2 separate regions of the Mus musculus genome follow, and region 1 is linked to region 2. The links are chromatin contacts, called in public HiChIP or PLAC-seq maps. All regions are on one chromosome and are shown on one strand. The core of a region is the stretch at or near the end of the contact, and the rest is flanking DNA. Distances in the headings are between cores, read along the strand shown. Region 1 holds the start of Myef2 (myelin basic protein expression factor 2, repressor). Region 2 overlaps Slc24a5 (solute carrier family 24, member 5).

What was found. HiChIP or PLAC-seq counts read pairs in DNA pulled down with a chosen protein or histone mark.
Region 1: an H3K4me3 HiChIP or PLAC-seq map of neural tube shows a contact between it and region 2, with 2.1 times the contacts expected there. The contact joins the promoter of Myef2 here to the enhancer-like site in region 2. A contact is called at or near these places in 2 of 39 promoter capture datasets (macrophages and second pharyngeal arch cranial neural crest), 8 of 484 Hi-C or Micro-C datasets (the G1E-ER4 cell line, the HPC-7 cell line, the N1E-115 cell line and 4 more), 5 of 115 datasets of contacts at active chromatin or transcription factors (CD8 T cells, the SCID.adh cell line, embryonic stem cells and 1 more) and 4 of 9 other capture datasets (adipose tissue, embryonic stem cells, liver and 1 more).

What each region holds. Positions count from the first base shown.
Region 1 is chr2:125,118,288-125,125,666 of GRCm38.p6, forward strand. Myef2 (myelin basic protein expression factor 2, repressor) reads right to left here and starts at 5,373. Exons shown (of 16, transcript NM_010852.2): 1 at 5,098-5,373. The coding sequence starts at 5,231. Gm46759 (a long non-coding RNA gene) reads left to right here and starts at 5,357. Exons shown (of 2, transcript XR_001783448.2): 1 at 5,357-5,807; 2 at 6,502-7,379.
Region 2 is chr2:125,078,633-125,085,474 of GRCm38.p6, forward strand. Slc24a5 (solute carrier family 24, member 5) reads left to right here. Exons shown (of 9, transcript NM_175034.3): 3 at 1,989-2,072; 4 at 2,162-2,265; 5 at 2,595-2,695; 6 at 4,399-4,682. It also overlaps a transcript of Myef2 not described here. Among named protein-coding and RNA genes, the nearest start is that of Slc24a5, 14 kb to the left of the region's middle. Within about 2 kb of position 5,474, at least 7 of the 459 cell types and tissues checked have an H3K27ac peak or open chromatin away from gene starts, as enhancers often do. A contact at or near this core is called in neural tube, where this site is marked.

The DNA.
Region 1 (7,379 bases), core at 4,123-6,622, 40 kb after region 2:
TCTGGATTTATATTTAAAACTACAATTTACATTTTTAAAGCAGTATGCAGGTACATGTGTGTGTGCAGGTGCACAGGCATGTCTGTGAGCATATGTATGGAGAGCGGGGGACAGTCTCAGGAATGTCATTCCTATCCTTTGACATAGTGTCTGTCTTCAAACTGAAGCTCACCAAATAGATAAGCCCAAGAATCCTGTCTCCTTCTCCCAAGCATTAAAATTACAAGGACATACATGCTCAATATTTTCACATGGTTCTGGAGAGCAAACGCAGGCCCAAGTGAGGAAAGCACCTTTTCAACTTGCTATCTCCCTAGGACTCAAAAGCTTTAGTCAACCTCAAGTAATTCATTAACAAGTTAACTTAAAAGCATTTTTTAATAAACTTTAATGAGTCAAAATCTATGAGTAATTAAGAAAACAGATTTCTTAAAAACCTCATGGATTATTCTAACAACAAACCAAATTTCATAATCCAGGCTATAAATTCTAAGGTGAGCAATTCTGGAAGGCTATAAACAAACTTCTTTTTTTTGTTGTTTTTGTTTTTTCCGAGACAGGGTTTCTCTGTGTAGCCCTGGCTGTCCTGGAACTCAATTTGTAGACCAGGCTGGCCTCAAACTCAGAAATCCGCCTGCCTCTGCCTCCCCGAGTGCTGGGGTTAAAGGCGTGTGCCACCACGCCCAGCTAACAAACGTCTTGCGGCATTAGAAGGAAAATGTCACTGTTTAGACAGCACTCTCCTGAGCAGGTGACAACACTGCCACAGATAAAGCACATAAAGTCTATAAGAATAAAACCTGTCTTCTCTGCTATCTCTCTACACTGTATCTAGAATGGCAACTAAGCATACCATCTGCTGGATAAGTCATAATTTCTCAACTGTCAGTCAGGATCCACACTCTGGAGGTTGGGAGGATAGCTCAGTTGGTAAAGTGCTCACTTTGCAAAGCTGAGTGCCAAGGTTAGGATCTCCAGCATCCACATAAAAACTCATGTAGGGATGGGGGATGGGGAAGAATGGCAGATTCCTGAACTCTACTGGTCAGCCAAGCTACCCTAATCAGTGAGATTCAGGTTCAATGAGAAACCTCTAAGAAAACATACATGTGTGCATACACACAGAAACATACAGACAAAAACCCAAACTCACCAAAAATGGTGATCCATGCCTGTAATGCCAACAGTCAGAGACAAGCAAAAGAGCTCAAGGCCAGTCTGAACTAAAAAGCACCAAGTTAGTCAGGGCTTAGATTAGACCCTATCTCAAAAACAAACAGAATCCACACTGAACAGACGGCGGCACCATCTGTGAGAAATGCTCCTGTAATCTAGAAAGAAACACTAGAACCAAACTTGCTTCACCAGCTATTCAGATTGTGACAGGGACATCTTCTTCTCTATCAACCTTATTCTTTTATAAGAATAAGGCATGATCTGAAAGGAGTCTTCTCAATTGTTCTAGAATGTGCCTCCTTGTGAATAAAGTTGCATTTCTGAGAATAGAAACAAGCAGCCAAAATCTACAAGGCCTCTCTCTCTCCTCTCTGGTTCCTAGCTCCAGCAGACGGAACAGACCTTCCTTTTTCACTCCTAGGAAGAAGCACCTGCATAACAATGTATCTAACAATGCGCTGTCACTGAGTTCACTGAGCGTCTCCAGGGGAAGTCAGGTAAGAAGAGATCCCTCCTGTCTACTCACAGCGGATGAATTCACTGTGAAAACACACAATTCTCAAGCAGTCACTAAGTTCCTCTACTCTTCACCTGGCTGAATGAAGGTTACATGACTGTAATAAACATTTGCTTACAATACTCTTGACAATTCATTACAAAATACATTATTAGGATATTTTCTTTATGTTTACTTAAAGACTGACCAGAGAAAAACTAAAGATTTCTTTTTAAAAAACCAAACTATAAAATAACCTAGCAATTCCATTTTTTTATTTAATAAAAGAAATAAAACCATCTCAATATCTGAACTCATAGTCACTATATTTTTCATAATAACTAAGATAAGGAACTGAACTAAAAGTCTGCTTACAGATCAAAGACTAATTAAAGAAGGGTGGGAATGGGCATATACATATTCCAGATGTATATATATATACACACACACACACACACACAGGCGGACAGACAGAGGCACATAGAGAGAGAGATCCAGCGTTCAGAAGGAAAGCCTGCCAGCTACAGCAACCTGAAGGACAGTGTGCTAAGTGAAGTAAGCCAGACACAGAAAACCAAATACTGCATGACATCAACAAAACGCAAAGCATCAGGGTATAGTGATCATTACCACAAGTCTAATGAGATGTCTGCCTAAGTATACAAACTTCCAGTAACCAAGTTCTGGAGACAATGTGTAGTAAAATATTTGGAACAATTACAAAAGATGTAGCTACATGAGCTCACAGGTATATTAATTAGTTCAATTACAATAATCATTGTATAATAGCAAATCAAAACATCATGGTTTTGACCTTCACTCATGATAAAACCGATGCTTTTAATCACTTCATCCTACCCTAGTGTTGAATATTTTATAAATAGCACAATATAAATACATCTGTAATCATACAAGACTAATGAAGAGTCACAAAATAGTTACTGCTTTCCTTCCAAAACACTTCAGTGTAGACAGAGAAAACAGGATCTTTAATTCCTGTCTAGAGATGAACAAGCCAACTAAATCTTTTCCATGAGTCTCAGGATCTCAAAATGTCTTCCTCTATTTCTTCAATGGATACTCAGTGAACCTTTAACATTTAAGGTGACAGGATGAAAAGGACAGCCCCCTCTGTCTGCTGTGACTGCATTAATACAAGGTGTTCCAGTCCCAATAGCAGCACATGGCTCACTTCGAAGCAGTGGATGTTGTAAAGCAATGTCTGGTTATCAAATTTCTTTTAATGACTTATCATTGAAAGCATGGTAATCAGCCCAAAGTGTCAACCACCCCACAGGTTGTCACACTGTAGACTCACAGAAGATTCAAGTCCCTAAGTATTCACTGTGACTACCTACGCTGGCCCAGCAGAGGTGTAAGAAATTCCTTAGAGTACATTGGTCTCTACTCAACACTGAGAAAATATGGAAAGAATGAATTAGAATAAGGAAACAATCTGTATTTACTGTTAACAATTGCCCTATATTTTCTCTCCTTAAATTAGAAAATGGTTCTTTCTCACCTCTTTTCCCATCCTGCAATGCAACTGTAGACACTGTATTTTTGGGTCTAATAGAAGTTTAGATACCAGCTTCACAAATACCAACATTATAAGATTCAATGATTATTTTCTTCAGGAAAAAAAAAAAAACAAACAGTGGCACCCTCACTACTAGGTACACATTAGTAATACAACCCTGTACCCCTCAGCCCCATTGCACCCCACAGCTAGAGTCCAGATACTCTAGCCCTTTCCCAAAACACAGTGTGTGCATGGGACGTAGCACAATCTCACACACACTTCACTCTCTGCCTTACTTATAATACCTAAAACAACGCGTGTATCATGTATGCTTACTTTCCATATAGATACAATGTGGGTATTTCCAATTCACCATTAACTCCATGAATACAGAATCCAAAGACACAGAGGGTGACTATATTGTTACAGTCACTCCACTTTTTTTTTCTATTTTTAATAGCAAATCTCTGAAAAAGCCCAAGATCTGACAGGCATAAGAGATAGGCTTTCCTTGCTTTCTGATTTCTCGGTGGTTGATGCATGCACACTCTCCATCCATGAGCAAACTGCACTGACTTTCAAGCCCTGCAAATCTGATACCTGCAAAATTCTGTTCTGCTCACACGATGCTTCCTGTTCAAAAGTCACCAGGTGGGTAGGGAGACGAATGTCCATATTTAAGGTATTCCTAGCCAATTCAAAGGTAACACAACAGGCTCTGTCTAATGGAACGCTCTTAAAGTGCCTCTCCACATATATCATATATCATTTCAAAAATGAATATAGGCATCAGGAAAACAGCAAACACTGAACTTCTAAAGCTCAGGATAGGCCCCAGGGAACTGGGGTAATTCCTCTTAAATACGTTGTCAGTGGTTAAGAAAAAATATACAATGATGTCACCCTAAGAGCGAGACTGTCATAGAGAAGCTGAGGAGCACTACCCCATCTAGTTTGCAACCAATTCAATTCAGCCGGTTTCAACAGACTGGTCCAAATCACTGCCTCAAGTATTTCCACACAAAAGCCAGAAAGACATTTTCCCTTTTCTGACTTCATGTCAGAAAGCATGTGTTCACTGCTTTCTACCGTGGCAGGATGGAGAGGTGGAGGGTGTTTTAACAAATTACTGGCATTATTTTCAACTTCAGTTTTTACAGAATAAGCCATAGGAAAATAAATGTTTGCCTTCACATAGCCCCACGTGACAAGGACAGCCGAGCACAATCTGCCCCTATCCTACTGCCTTACAACTTAAGATCTTATGGATTAACGTCGACTAAATTCTCTACAGACACAGATGACAGATCCAACCTTCAGCCCTCGGGTTTTCTTCTACAAAAAAAGCACTGCATTCGGTGGAGGGGGGGTGTCATTTTGTGGCCTAGCGCCTGCCTGGAGACTGCACGAGGCCCTGGGTTGCGTTCCCAGTTTTGCCAAATTCAGATTTATATTTCAGTAATTTAATTATATCGTAAGTGAATTATAGTAAAATGAAGGCCACTACACACTGAGTTTGTGTTTTTAAAAAAATGAATAAATAAACCAGCCTGCACGGCCCACAACCATCACCGGGTGGGTGGAGGAGACCAAGTCCTCCTTTTTCGAAAGCCAATCAAGAGGAACACAATGGGTTCGGTGAGCTCTAACACTTTGGAAGCCACCACCGCACACGCGGCCCTCACCGGGGCTCGGAACCGGGCCGGGAGGGGAAAGGACCGATGATGTCATCCCTGGGTCCTCCCCGAGGATGAGGCTAGCCTCGGGCCTTTTAAAGGGGACCGTTTTTCCGCGCGCCCGAGGCCGGGGCCGCCAGCACCGCACCTGCTCCCGCCCCGGGGCCGCCCGCGCCTCCCGCCCTGCCCGGCCGCCCTCCCGCCCGGCCGCCCGGGGGAGACAATACATTTTAACGCCGTTGGCGCTGCTGCGCGGCGGTTTCTCGGGCTCGCCGGGGTGCGTGTCTCGCCGCGGCTCAGCCGGTTGCTGCTGCGAGCCGTCGTCACCCGCGGCCGCCTCGGACTTGTCGGCATCGGCCATCCCGCCGCGGGCTCCGCCTCGGCCGCGATGAGGGCTCCGAGCGCTACAATGGCGGCGGCCGGAGAAGCGGTAACGGATCGCGATTTGAAAAGGCCCCGAGCGCTCGGCGGCCGGGATCTCGCGAGAGCGGACGAGGCCCCGCGACTTGGGGAGTGAGTGGGGGCGGGGCTCCGGCGCGGCCACCTGCGGAGGGAGCGCGGGCTGCCTGGGGGGGCAGAGATGGGGGTCCTCGGGGACGGGGCCTTTGGATGAGAGGACTATGGCAGCTCCATCTCTGCGGGTGGATGCTCTACGAACCCGCCAGCGAGCACCGGTAGCTGAGGACAAGTTGACCACTTTCTTTGAGGGCTGAAGATTTTTGTAGACCTTAGCAATCAGCTAAGAGGTCGAAGTTTTTACATTCTCGGGGCAGCTATCGATTTGGACAGTCCATCATTTTCTTAAGAAAACCTGTACAAGGGGGCTGGAGGAGTTCAGCAGTTAGGATGACTTGCTGCTCTTGCCAAGGACCTGGGTTCGGTTCCCAGCACCCACATACAGGAGCTCCAACGACCTCTTCTGACTCCATAGGCGCTGGTATGTCTGTGGTGCACAGATATACATGCAGGCAAACCACACGCACACATGGAAAAAACAAATTGTTTTAAAAGAAGTCTTATACAAGACTAGCTACAAATGCATATTTTGGTTTGGATTATAGATTTTACCCCTAAATACTAAAGATTCATAAACCTGAGTGTCATGATTACACTTCACACTAAAATGGCCTTTTTCAGTTGAAAAAAAAAGCTAAGACCTCCTCAAATGTTTCCTTCTTTAAAAAAAAAGTGAACAGCATAAGGCAGACACAGTTTATTAGAGATGAGAGTCATCTACAAAATTCTGAGTTTGGCGTTCTACCCACATAGTGTCCTAAACACAACAGATACTTTTGTGTTTCTGTACTGTCACCCCTGGGGCCTAATGGTTGCAGTTAGCAGACAGGTGCTGGAATCTGGCAGAGAAAATTAGGCTTTCTCCTCGGCTGAGGCATTTCAGTTCTCCACTTCTCTTCAGGTAAAGACAGCAGTTCCTTCCCTGCAAGGTAGAGATTTAAAGAAAACACTTCATCTAGGGCCAAGTGCTACAGTATCGCAGTCTATCTCTTAAGGCTCCCATGGGGTTTCAATCAAGGAGAAACCAGATTAACCCACCCCACCCCACCTCAACCCTAGATTTCAAAGTATTCACTATTCCATGTATTCTTTTGTTACCATTGAATTTCTCCAAGGAACTCCATCTGACAGTCCTGGACTAGTAGATTCCTGCAAAAACCTTTTTCACATTTCAACACTTTTCAAGAGTTCATCGTGACCAAACCATAATAGAAGGTTCGGAAGGGACACTAGAGCTCTGCTGGAGGAGGACTTTGGGAAACAGCACTATTCAAGAGCTGTAATCGAGCTAAAAGCACAATTTAATTAAACACACACATGAGACTTACCCATACTCCAGAGTATGCCAATTTAAATATCCCATTAAAAGAGCTATTCTTAATGACTGAGCTTTGGGGGGCAGTGTCTTGGAATTTCCAACCCCAATAAGCCTATCTTAAAAAAAAAAAAAAAAACCACGTAATCCAGTTATTATAAGTATAAGATATAAGCCTAGATTGGGCAGATCTAACACTATACTAACATTCCCCAGCTATAAGACCCCTTGCTACTTGTGGTTTCTCCTGGCCACGTGGTTCTGCTCCAACATGGCTATTGTCCTCACTGTCTTCCTTCCTCCTCTCGTCCTCCCTCTTCCCTACTTGTGCCCATTCTCAGAGATCTCCCGTTCTTCCTATCCCACCACTGCCCAAAAAACGGGCTCTCGCCTTTATTGACCAGTTAAAATGGGAAGGTTCGCAGGACTTCACCTGCTGCGACTGCTCTAGGGGGCAACCCCTCTGGAGGAAGCAGAATTAACATCAGAATACAAACAGCACCAGGACAACCCACAACCAAGCAGGATTTAAACTGTGAGCCTAAGATAAATGGCTCTCTGCCTACCCTTTAGCCCCAATCTTGTGAATTCATAAAGAGCTAAGGGTTATCATAACTGAGGATCACTGAGGGGCTCCTAGAAGAGATGAACCTTTCCTTCTCCATGCTGTTGACAGCA
Region 2 (6,842 bases), core at 4,224-6,723:
AATGCGTACGTAAGAGTAAGCAAGACCAGTTAGGTGATGAAGACATGGCTATGGTTAAAGGCACTGGCTGCTCTTCCAGAGAGGAACCTGGGTTCAATTCCTAGTGCCCACATGGCAGCTCACAGGAAATCTAGCACCCTCACACCAATGCATACTAAAAAAAAGGAAAAATAGCCAGTCTTTACAAGCAAACACCAGGAGACACTGCCAACCATGAGAGACCAGATCAAATACACCAGAGTTTGAGGGCTAAAACCTTAGTACAGTAACAGCAGTTAGCATCAAAAAAAGACTTCCATCAAATCTTAGAAATCTGAGTTCTAGTGGCTGGGGATGGTATGCTTGGCCCCCAAACTTGAGGATGAATTCTGATTCCCAGGACCAAATGAAACGCCAGGTGCACTGATGCATGACTGTAATTCCAACCCTGGGGAGATGGTGCAGGAGAGTCCCCAAGGAGCCTCAAAGTTAACTGAGCAAAGACACCTGACACTGACATTGGCCTCCGTAACATACACACACACACAAGCATGCACGCACATGCACACATACCTTTTTACTGACAAACTTGATGGAGATTTCTCAAAAGACTGAGTTGTTTCTTCAATGTGGCTTTCTCTTCTCCTGCCTGTAGTACATTTCTTGGCTCTAATGCTGGAAGAGCCACATAAGACTCTCCCTAATGTCAATTAAGTGAAAGGCCTTGTATGATTCTAAGTCTAAACAATACCCACAAACTACTCAAATAATAGGACAGACTTAATCTGTTGTGTAATTTGCATAATGCCAGATTTACTGTGCTTTTTGTTTATTGATTTCCTCTCCTTTTCCATTAGATAATGTTGGTTTTGTGAATCTGTAAAAGAACGCAATCCAGCTTCGCTGTGGATCTTAAGAACCACTGAACCCTATCTTCTTCCAAGTCAGGTTAGGAATCCTGAACTACTAGAATTTGTCAAAGGAGTTGTTTTGCAGCTCACATAGAGCTGGAAGCCACTTCTCTGAATTGCTCGACAGCCCGGACTTTGTCTCCTCTTTTTTATTTTATATTTATCTATTTGTTTGGGACTGGAGACATGAAGTGGTACATGTGTTGAGAGAAGAAGACAACTTTTGAAGGGTTGGTTATCTACCTCCTGCTATGTGGGTTCCGGGAACCAAACTGAGGCCATCAGCCTTAGAGGCAAATCCCCTTATCCTCTGACCCCCTCAATGGCCTTTAAATGTTCGTTATCTTGTGTACTAGCTGGTTTTATGTCAACTAGACACAAGCGTCATCAGAGGGCAAGGAGCCTGCTGAGGAGATGCCTCCATGAGAACTAGCTGTAAGGCATTCTCAATTAGTGATCTGTTAGTGAGGGAAGGCCTAGCTAATGGTGAGTGGTGCCATGCCTCGGTGGGCAGGCCTGGGTCCTATTGCTTCATGGGAAGCAAGCCAGTAAGCAGCACTTCTCCATGGCCTCTGCATAAGTTCCTGCCTCCAACTTCCAGCCCTGCGTGAGTTCCTGTCCTGACTTCATGATGATGAACAGCAACGTGGAATTGAAAGCTGAATGAACCCTTTCCTCCCCATTAGTCATGGTGTTTCGTTGCAGCTATAGAAACCCTATGACATCCTGTGCATGTGTGAACATGAGCGTACACTTGTCATGGTGCACCTGCGGAAGCTAAATGACAAGTTTGTGGAGTCAGGTATCTCTCTCCATGTTTTTCATGGGTTCTGGGAATTGAACTCATGTTGCCTAGTGGGCATTGCGTCTTCACCAGCTGAGCCGTCTCACCAGCCCTCCTTTCTGTAGAAATGTTAAGTAATGCATTCATAGGAAACCAAGATACATACAGGATTCCTCTATTTCTAACCCAAATGTTTAATTTCCAGCTTGAGTCAATGAGTGTAATGTACAGGTGTAATCTGAGTGTCTTTTACATAGCTCTGCTGTATACACCTTGCCACCATCACCCATAGTAATCACTTCCTTCATCTTCAGCCCTTGGACTGTCGCAGGATGTTGCAGGTGCAACTTTCATGGCAGCTGGTAGCTCCGCCCCTGAACTAGTTACCGCCTTCTTGGGTAAATATTGTTCCTTTGACTTGCTGCTTATTCGGTGGGGTTTTAGTTTCAAGTCAGCTTTAACTTAGCTACTACTCTCTCGCTCCCAGGTGTATTTATCACAAAGGGAGATATTGGTATCAGCACCATACTAGGATCTGCAATTTATAATCTCCTCGGCATCTGTGCTGCCTGCGGCCTCCTGTCCAACATGGTAAGAAAACTATTCAATAAGATGTATTTTCTTGACAAATTCTAAACCTGCCAGGGATGAACAATATGACACTGGAATTGCATTCAGTCAAATTTAATAACCACTAGAAAAACATTTACTCAATTGACATAATCCATAAGCATCTCTTAATGAAATTTATAAAAGTCAGTACAGGTTTATATACAATTTTACTTTAAAATTGTTTTTCTCTACGTAATATGCAAACTTAACAATAGTTTACCACAAATATACGTGATTTCAGTATTATACACTGTTCTTGAATGCCTTACACTGTAATGCACACAGTAAATCAAACCATCATTTTCCAGGTTTCAACACTCTCCTGCTGGCCCCTCTTCCGAGACTGTGCAGTGTATGCAGTTAGTGTAGGAGCAGTTTTTGGCATAATATTTGACAACCGAATTTACTGGTAAGCTTTAAATAAGTGTCACTCTTAACATAAAACATAATTACAGAATTTTTGAAGTCTGATGGCTTAGTAGTATAGTTTCTCAAAACCTTCACTTCAACAGCTATTGCAGTCTCAGCTGACTCCTTCAAAACTGCTGGTGGCTGCTTTTCTCTCCTGTCCTAGTCACTGAAGACAGCCATTCTTCCTTTTCCTTGGTCTCCATGTTCACACCTTCCCCGGCTGCTGTTGCTTACCTGGCCTTGGTTAAAAAGAAAGGGTCATAGTAATAAAAGCCTGGAGGCCAGCAGAAGCCCTTGCACTCCTCCCATCCTCCCAGAAGAGAAGGATGGGAAGAACTGCTGCCTTCTTTAACAACCCAGAATTATGTGTCACCATCAAAAAGGCTTGCTGCTTTTCCATAATCTCTGTACCTAACAGGTCCAAGAAAACTGGAAAAGGCAGCTAATTTGGTGGAAAGACGTGAACTTGCCAAACAGGCACACACAGCGGTTCTGCCAGTGTTCCCAGGCATCCTGCTGCTCTGAGCCCCTAACAGTTCCTCATGGTGGACCCACAACCATTATTTTTGTTGCTATTTCATAACTGTAATGTTGCTGCTGTTATGATCATTGTGTAAGTTATCTGACATGCAGATGGTCTTAAGTGACCCCTGTCATAGGGCCATTCAAGCCCCAAAGGGCTGTGAGAACAATTGTCCTAGGTGTTCTATGCTGGATACCATAAAAAAGTGATATAAAACATATGGCCACCACATGTGTGTGTGTCCACAGAATCCAAACAGGGAGAAAGCAAGATAAAAGTCAGGTTGCTAGTATAGCAAAAACACTGGAATTCAGCTGTCACTTGTAAATGACAGGAACCAAGGAAATCAGGAACTCTTTTTTTTCTCTTTCTTTCTTTTTTTTTTTTAGTTGAAGCAGAGAAGTGATTCTCTGCTATGAAATAAAATAACAATATTAATGTGATAAAAATTAGCCTAATACACAGTAAAATGGGAAACCAAAGCATAGACAATTCTTGGTGCTGTATGCCAGAATTTCATTTTTGAGAATATTCTTTATTTCTTATGAATATAAACCCAATTAAGCTACAATCAATTCATCAAAAAGGGACCAAGCATAGTAGTACAGATATAAAACCCCCAAAACTCAAGTGGAAGAGGTAGGAGGATAATAATCTGAGTGTCTGAGGCCAATCTAGGGTGCAGTGTTCAAGGCCAGTCTGGGCTTTTACAATGAGACCTCAAAGCCAACAACACCCCACCACCTCCGGCTTTCCTCTGAATCTCTGTAAAACAAACTGCAAAGCTCCAGCAAAAACCTAGCACAGTCTAAGTATTCTACACCATGTTTCTGTATCAGAAAATCTAAGAGATAGTATTTTATTTTCTAATTATTAAATATTTGAGAAATGTAGTATGCTAAATAAATGAACTGAAAAAATATCTATTAATTAGTTTTAACTCTCCGACTATTTTGTGCCTATTACTTGAAAGGAATCTATAAAGTCAGACAATGGATTTTATATTACTTTTTAAAGAGGCAGATTTTTTAATCAATGAATTTGTAACCATACTATAACCAAAACTGGGTAAATAAAAGCATTTAGGAGTGGTTCCTTGAATTTTCCACTGTTGCTTTTGTTAGAGAATATTGTTTAAAATGACTGGATAACTGCACAGCCCTTTCCTCCACGTCTAGGTACGAAGGAGCAGGGCTGCTACTGATATATGGGCTCTATGTTCTGCTGCTGTGTTTTGACACCACGATCAGCCGGCATGTCATGAAAACATGCAGTCCCTGTTGTCCCTGCCTTGCCAGAGCTATGGAGGAGAGAATTGAACAGCAGACACTGTTGGGATGGGAGGATGAGAGCCAGCTCTTCATTCGTCGCCAGTCAAGGACAGACAGTGGAATATTTCAGGAAGATTCCGGTTACTCCCAACTTTCTCTAAGCTTGCATGGTCTTAGTCAGGTTTCTGAAGGTAACAACTACACCCTGCCATCTAACACTCTAAAAGACCTGAGTTCTCATTGAGAGTTAGTAATTAGTACATGGTTACACAACACACTATGGAGCCAGAGATGATGAACTGCAAGTAAGTCCTGGCCTTTAAGGAACTCACAATAATTTTTTTTTTAATCAGCTAAAAGTGTGGGGGAAGGGAGAACACACAGACATGGAGGCCAGAGTCAGTCATGGATGCTAGCCCTCAATTCTTTGAGACTTCACATCATTTTTTGAGACCACAGTCATTCAATGAACCTGTAGCTCACTGATTAGGCTAGACTAGCTGGCCAGTGAACTTTAGGGATCTGTCTGTCTCTGACTTCCATAGCACTGAGAGTATACATGTGGGCTGCCATGCTTTTTTATGTGGTGTTGAGAATCTGATCTCAGACTCTCATGCCCGTGCACCAAGCGCTTTACCCACTGAGCCATTTCCCAGACACAGAATGAAATCAGCTAGAATTTCAAAGTGTGAACACCATAAGCAAACATAAACTGCTAATACCATGGTTCATACAGGCAGACTGAATAAACTTTGATGACACTCAGATGGGAGATGCACATGGAGAAAGGAGCATTTGAATTGGTTTGGGCCCCATGGGATAAGAGAGGCTTTAACTCAATAATCTAATAGTATGTGTAGTCAGGAAGCAACAGCTGACACTTTTATTGCATACATGATTCAGGGGTATAAGTATGCTCTGGACTGAGGCCTGGGAACACTAGCAAAGGCCTGCTCACATGCTTGCACACAGAGCCAACACATGCAAGTGCAGCAAGCAGCAGAGGAGCAGGCTGACAGGAAGGAAGTGCAGGAGGTCGTGCAAGATACCCCACTGAGCAGGCAGCATTCCTAAGACAGAGTCAGAGATGCATGTTAGGCTCTTTTCTCTCACCCAATGTTCACAGAAGACTGAGCTAAGATGAAAGGACAGGAACAAAACAGAAAAGGCAGGGGGATGAATTATGAGACACAGTAGAAGCAGCAGCACCAAACTATGGCAGCAATGCCGAGCCAGAGAGGGAGCAGAGACAACGCTGGAGCTTGGATTTTCACTAAGAAAGAAAGAACATCTTTGTAACAACTGTCAATAAAAGGAAAGGGGATGATTCAGGGGAACAGAATGGGGAAAAGAACGCAGGTGTAACTTAAACATGCCGTGTGAAGCAGCACATGAGCTTGGTATGCTCGATATAGCAATAGCATTCCAGACTAGAAAAGCTTTTATAAAAGTGGTTCCAACTTCAGTTAGGTAATTGAGAAGCAAGCTTCTAATTTATTACTTTAAAATTTTGACACGAGACATTTATTTTTACAAACCATACTTTGTAGTCTTTAAGACTGAGGAGATTTAAAACAACAAAGACTCCAAAGAACTAGTCAAAAATGTTCATGCTAGAATCTGTGTCTAAATTAATGGTGCACTGTCTGAGTCTTGGTGAGCTTTTATGAGTTATAATAATATTTGTGATTTGATCCAACCTTCACATACTTAACATATTCATTAGTGTACAGCCTCGTCCCACTTTTATCCAATCTCCTCACCATTCTAGAGCACACCCCGGAACTATACCAAGGATGCTAGGCCCAACCTTCTCTAGATTCCTTCTAGCACCCGGGAAGCCTGCGTTCAGTAAACGATGCGGCACAGTGAGAGTTAGAGGGAACACTCCCTAAGCGTGCATCAGTGTGCAACAAAGCATAAGCAGCGTCCGTTTTGGAAAAGAGATGAGGAGTGAAAGAGCTGGGAGAGAAAGCATCACGTCTCTAATGAACCCATACTACAGTAAAGCAAGCAAATCCTACTTTCAACTCCGTGAACACTGTCACCAGCACATTCAGCAAACAGTTCAAGATATTTGATTCGAGCAGTCGGTTAAGGGATGTAGAGCACAGCTTATACTGTCTGCCTAGTTTTAGTTACATTTCTTCTGACCAGCAGTAATAGTAATGAGTATTCCAATGTTCTAGACCAGTGCTTCTCAATTTTCCTAATGCTGAGACCGTTTGACACAGTCCCTCTTATTGTGGTAACTTTCACCCATAAAATTATTTTCATTGACACTACATAGAACTGTAATTTTGCTGTTATAAATTGTAATGTAAGTATCTGAGACTTCTCAGGGTCTTAGG